2 separate regions of the Gossypium hirsutum genome follow, and region 1 is linked to region 2. A link is a contact called in public Hi-C data. All regions are on one chromosome and are shown on one strand. Each heading gives the region's core, a stretch centred on a gene start, on an enhancer-like site or on the middle of the called end of the contact. The rest is flanking DNA. Distances are from core to core; before and after follow the strand shown. Region 1 holds the start of LOC107957197 (RNA demethylase ALKBH10B). Region 2 holds the start of LOC107957206 (transcriptional adapter ADA2a).

What was found. Hi-C and Micro-C count contacts between places; a contact is called where the count stands out from the background.
Region 1: a contact with region 2 is called in a Hi-C map of leaf, with 2.0 times the contacts expected there. The contact joins the promoter of LOC107957197 here to the promoter of LOC107957206 in region 2. A contact is called at or near these places in 2 of 34 Hi-C or Micro-C datasets (both in leaf).

Annotation. Positions count from the first base shown.
Region 1 is chrA05:46,656,449-46,659,847 of Gossypium_hirsutum_v2.1, forward strand. LOC107957197 (RNA demethylase ALKBH10B) reads left to right here and starts at 1,824. Exons shown (of 7, transcript XM_041114152.1): 1 at 1,824-3,088. The coding sequence starts at 2,431.
Region 2 is chrA05:46,176,535-46,179,859 of Gossypium_hirsutum_v2.1, forward strand. LOC107957206 (transcriptional adapter ADA2a) reads right to left here and starts at 1,713. Exons shown (of 14, transcript XM_016892662.2): 1 at 1,616-1,713; 2 at 1,423-1,529; 3 at 1,268-1,326; 4 at 617-804; 5 at 71-136. The coding sequence starts at 1,475.

The DNA.
Region 1 (3,399 bases), core at 574-3,073, 480 kb after region 2:
AGTGTGGCCCGACACATCTCCCAGTATAACATGGACAATACTGCAGATCCCCAACTTAGTCTCCCGCACTCATTAGAGTCCACTAGATGTAGTAGCCACCTTATATGCACCAAATTTCGAGATTTATTAAGCATTAAAATGCCCCCAATTAACCTCATGATGTATGCTCGGGCATATTGTGCTATGAGCTCCTCCGTTCAATCTTCAAGGTCTTTAAGGAGGTCGTTGAAATTATTCTTCAACTAATTTATTGATATTTGACCACCTTCGAACTTGTCTGAGACCTTCCTCAACAGTGATTGGTAGGAACCCACTTTGCTCAGAACGGTCGTTGATTCCGTGATAACTGGCCCATCCATTGATAGACCGAGTTGTAACGTTACATCTTTGAGTGTGATTGTATACTAGTCCCATGGAAGGTGAAAATTGTTTGTTTTCGGCCTCCATCTTTCCACCAACGCGTTGATAGTGCCAAATCGAGTTTGCAGTCCTTGGACATACGAGATGCATGTAAGAATCCAGCCGCTTGCAAGTGGCTACGAATTTCAAGGATCGCAAACTTTCCAATATTATGAATAAAGCCCTCCAGAACATAATCATCTGCCTATTTACACAATAAAACAATTTCAAATTAAAAAATAAATTTAACATTAATGAAATTAATGAAATTTAAATTTTCGGCTTACCATTGCTAATTGGGCGGTGAAAATACGCTTGTTGTCGAAGCGGATTAGAGAGGTGGTCATTCGTGAGAAATCGATTTGAATGAATAAAAATGAGATAATTAAAAAAGATAATATTTTAAAATTAAAATATCGAAAAATTTAAAACGAAGAGAGTTTGAGAATATTGAGAGATGGATGTGAATGAAAAAAAAATGAAATTTGAGGGTATTTATAGGGTAAAAAAAATTAAACGTTGGTATATAATTTTTACCATTAGTGCAGTAGTATTAAAAAAGCCATTGCTAGAAACGCGTCCAGCTAGACGAATTTTCTTGACACCTGTACAAAAAGCTTGACCAATTGAACACATTTTTCATTTAAATATGCCTATTTTTTTAATTAATTTTAAAATTGGCCTAACACCTTATTAATTAAAAAAGGCCTACAACATGAACCATCTATAATTTGAGAAAAATATAAATTTATTCCATTTGACAAATTGTGTAGCTATGTATAGTGAAAAAGTTAGGGTTGGTAGGAGCCTGAAAAAATTGAATTTTAACTTTTTATAATTTTTAAAATTTTTAAATAACATATAATAAAATTATATTATATTTTTCAAAAATAATAAAAAATTGATTTAGTCTATATATATATAAAAGCAAATAAACACTTTCCAAATTATCAGTGCTTATTGATTGAACTTGCGAATAAGAAACAAAAAATATTTGTATTTATCAAAGGATATTGCAATTTTAATACTGATATCAAAATATATAATATATATCACAATTACTTTGGTAAAATTTTTAGTTTTATTTCTCTTTTCTTATGAAAAGCAACCAATTCCTCTACAATAATTAAATGACAAATTATATAAATAAATTTCATAATTAAGTTTATCTTAAGACTAAAAAATGTTCAAAGTAGTGAACTTACAAAAACAAAAAATTTATAATGATAATATAGTAAATTTATTTTTAAATAATTTTACATTTTGTCAATCAAACACTTATATCTTAAATTCTAATTAAATGAACTAAACAAGATAACTTTTTATCTTATAATATTATATTGTTATAATTTTATTATAAAAGATAATGTAGTTACGAAATTAATTTAAAATTCGACCAACCAAAAGCGGTTTAATGCTAAGAGGTTAACCTCCGCAAAAAGCCCAAAGTTAGAACTCAACCCAAGACATTCGAACTTTTCTCAGACGTGAATTAAAACACCAAAATTCACCTTAGAAATTGAAGAAGAATATTCGTATGTGGTACGATAATCGATCCCTGGTGAGGGAAGGAAGTTTTGTTGGATTTTAGCTACTATAAAAACGCATCTTTATGCGTCATCGATAAGCCAAGCCGTGATCTCTTTCACTGTGACAAAGGCCCTTCTTGTTTTTCTTTCCAAGAACCAGATACCCAAACCCTAAATTGCTTGCGTTTTCACAATCTGCGCACAACCAAAGCAAAGTTCCCATTTTTCCAGATCTGACTAAACTAAACCAATCCTTTAGATCGGCTTAAACCTTTAAAAAGTAAATAAAGACCCAGTTTTTAATATTTTTTCACTATATATTTCTATTTTGAAGTTGGATTAAGTTAAGTTAAAAAAAATTTGTTTGTGATTTTACGTGATCACGTTGGATTCTGCGGGATTTAAGCTAATTAGATCTGTTTTTGGGTATTTTTAATTTATATACGTTGTTTTAGCAGTTTAATTTTTTTATCGGTTTGGGAGCGTTTTTTCTTTTTCCTCAATGGCAGTGCCATCGGGAAATGCAGTTTTATCAGATAAAAAGCAGTTTCCTGCTCCTTCAGCTGCAGTAGCTGGCGGCGCAGGTGGTGATGCTGGAGCCGTTGGCGGTGCAGCAGCAGCAGCAGCAGGAGGAGGAGGAGGAGGTGCAGAGTTCAACCAGCACCATTATCGGAATTGGTTTCCCGATGAGCGTGATGGCTTTATCTATTGGTTGCGGGGTGAATTCGCAGCAGCCAATGCTATGATTGACTCCCTTTGTCATCATTTGCGTGAGGTCGGGGAAGTTGGGGAGTATGAAGCCGTCATAGCTTGCATTCAGCAAAGGAGATGTCACTGGAACCCCGTGCTTCATATGCAGCAGTACTTTTCGATTGCTGAGGTTTCCTATGCTCTTCAACAGGTGGCCTGGAGATGGAGGCAAAGGCATTGTGATCATGGGAAAGTTGGGGGAAAGGATTTTAAAAGGTTTGGCTTTGGCTTTAAGGGGCATAGGGTAGAGGTGGCCAAAGAAATACAGAATTCTGTGGTGGATACTAATGGGAATTCTACTATTACCGCTGTTTCAGAGAGAAATGAGAGAGGGAGTGAGAAATATGAGGAACTTAACTTAGGTGGTGAGTTAGGGAAGGTGGAAGATAAAGGCTCAGTTGTCACAGAGGGTAAGATGGTTACATAGTGTTTCATGTTTATTGCTTTCATTTCTTGTATTTACATTGTGGTGAACATTTGAATTAGGATAGTCAATAATATATTCTATGATGTAGCTTGCCATGTTTGATTATTTGTTCTGATGGGATGATTGAAGCTTGTTTGCCTAAAGGATTTTAAGTGTTGATATCGGTTGACTTTTACTTGCATTCTTGTGAAGAACAATACCTTCTGTTTCAGTTTGTTATGTTTGGTAATCTTTTCTGATGGGATGATTAAAATTTGTATCTAAAGGCTTTTCGGTGGTGACATTGGTGACTTT
Region 2 (3,325 bases), core at 463-2,962:
CCAGATATGCGATCAATCAACAATAAAAAATCAAATACCCCTAAAAGTGCAAGATAGTACATAGGAATACCTCAAGAAGCAATATCTCCTCATCCGCATTCCAGTCTGGACAAATAAGTGGGAAAGACAAATTGTCCTGCATGGAAGAACATTAAAATGCATACTCCAACCAATAGCAAAATGGGGAAAAACTATGTTTGGAATCATTTATTATGAGAATTACTGACGGCAATAGCATAGATGATGAAAAGAATGACAGCAATTGATGACCCAGTTAGTAAACAAATTCACAGATGGTAATCACCAAGTTATGTCCCACCAAAGTGAGGTTCCAGGAGAGGTGAATAAGATTTTCTAGCATAGAACAGAAAGGGAGAGGTTGTAGGATGCAGTTGTAATAAAACGCATGAAACATATGGTTCAGCAAAAAATGCCATTGGTATTGAACAGAAAACAAAATTGTTTTTAACTCACTTAAGACCTATGTAACCATGTTCCTTAGACTTTTTTCAAAAGCTCTAGTATACTTTACTTTGGTTAACCATCAGCGATCATGCTATAACCTTCAATTGCTAAAATGAAAAAGGAAATTGTAAATAGAAAGAAGGTGACTAACCATAACCCTGTATGGATGATTGCACTTGTGAGGAGTAATTTCAGCTCCAACAGAAAAGCATTCGACACAAAGATCAAAATCTGGACAAACTGCACACTTAATCCGAACCATTCCAGAAAGATCCTTGTTACAATAATTACAATGATACAATGCTGGCCCTTTTGCTTCACTCGGTACTTGCCCAAGACCTTATTGAAAGAAATGGAATCAATGGAGATGAGCAAAATAAACCAATAAACGCAATATCATCCATAAAGGTCATCACTTTAAGAAAAAAAAAAAAAGAGGAAGTAAGACTTCAAAACTTAAAAGAATTGCATTGCTAAACCAGTTACATCTTATTAGGGCTCAGTTCGATTTGATACTTCTACTCGATTTCTTGTTATTTCTTTTTCCAAATAAACTTAAGTTTCTAACCAAGTAAAAGTAAAACTACTTGTGATAAAAATAGGAGCTAATAGTTAAAATACAACCCTATCTGGAAATGCAATCATTCTATATAAAAGTAGAATCGTGCATTTTATTATCAATAAAAGTAAAACCATATATTTATTATTAAAATTTTACTATTATCCCTTTTGCAACTAACAAGCTTTAGAAAGATTAAATAATAAAAATACCAATCAAAGGGGACCCTAAATTTCGTCATACCTGCTGATGGAAGCTCTACATTTTCGACACTACCAGACGCAGTCTTTTTCCTTTTGGATCTACAGAAGAAAGGGCGAATTTTCAACTGAAAACAAGATCTTTGAACGGAACAGCTGAGAAAATAAATGAAATTAAGAACATAAAAAAGGGAAGACCTTTGATTGAGATCCTCTTCAGTTGGACGAGAGACTGTCCTCGATCGACCCATGCCTTCAATTCACCTAATTCCCCCAAATAGTAGCCACTCTAAAGCCTAATTACCCTAAAATAGATAGAGAGACAGTTATTACAAATTAGGGTTTCTAGATTTTAAGAAAAAGGGAACTGGACATAACGGTAACTGCTTACTGAAGATGAGCAACACGAGGAAGCAAGTGAGAGGCGAGAAAGTTGGAGAAACTCGGACTTTTTGACCCGAACCCACAACTTGTACTTGTTTATGGTTTGATTACGATCCACAACATAACCCTATTTCATTAGATCTGGATCCGACCCGCTCATTATAGGGTAAATTTCACCCAAAGTAACTAAACTATTAGTAAGTTTATATTTTGGTAATTCAACTTCAAAAAACTATAAAATAATCACTGAACTATTTGAAAGTTTTCATTTAAATCACTAAGCTAGTAAATCGTTATTGTAAGGCCTTCCCTGTTTACACTGCTGCATCAATCAAAAGTTACCATTTCCATTCTATTCTATAATTCAATTTTTTATGAAATATTTTTAAATGTCATCAATCTATGAATTAAAATTCAAATAGCTTTTTTTTCCGATATTTGACACTGACCATTAGATCCACTTGAAACTAAGGTACGTTCTTTTACTTGTCGATGGGTATTGATCCACCCTACGAGTCGTTAAATCTTTGCCTAGATCTTGCTACCCAACTTTAAAAAAAAACTTAATAACAAGTAATTTAAATAAAAACTTTCAAATAGTTCAATGACTATTTTATAATTTTTTTAAAATTGAGTGATCAAAATATAAATTTACAAATAATTTAATAACCTTTGAATATAGTTTAATTTTTTTTATATCACTTCAAAATCAAAGACAATTTTAGAGATAAAATTAAAGGAAAAATTATTAAAATAATATATATTAATATTTTTTTATCAAAATAATATTTATTTATTAAAATGATATGTTTACTAATAGTAAATAAAAATTTCGATTTAACCAGACACAAATCGGAAGGGTTGGTGTCGATTTTGGCGTTGGAATCAATATAAGACCTTATTAATCACGCTGTAGGGAATAGTGCGGATTTGGGGCTCCCCAACTACTCGGCCACTTACCCCCAAAAACTCCTGACTCCCCAACATTAAATCTAATAAACACCCCAATTAACCTAATTAAAACCAACCTCCCATAAACCCCCCACCCTAAGCCCATTTAACTTCACGTCCAAAAAAAAATACAACCATTCACTCCAAAAAAACCCATCTCCCCACACTTCCGAAAATTACCCAAAAATTGTAAAAAAATCTGAAAAATTTCCCAAACCACCCAAAAAATGAATTTATTTACGGAATACATTGATGGAATTTTTTTAAATTTAGGCAAGCTCCATCAACTTAATTTAAATTAATTAGGTGGTTATATTATTGATTTGTTTTGCAAGTTTAAAGTTATTATCAACTTTTCATAAAAAAAAGTTATTATCGACAAGAATTGTAAGTATATATGAATTTTAAATATGTTATATTGATAATGTAGATAATGTAAAAATTAAAATTGCTTGTTAATTCAATGGTTTAGGGTTTTTTAATTGAAAATAAGCAATTTTGTGAAATATGTTGAATATATTTTTAATTATTATACTGAATTAGATATTAATAATATTTTTATTAGTGAAAATTAATTGTTTACTTACTTGTAATTTGTTTGTTTAATTAATTGAAAATTGTTTATTTTATAAGTAATATATTTGTAATTATTATAATGAAATAGACATTAGTAATATTTTTATAAGTAAAATTATATTTGTTTGACATTGTGGAAATATTTTATATTTGTTAGGTTTAGGAAAATGGTATTGTTATAATTTTCGCA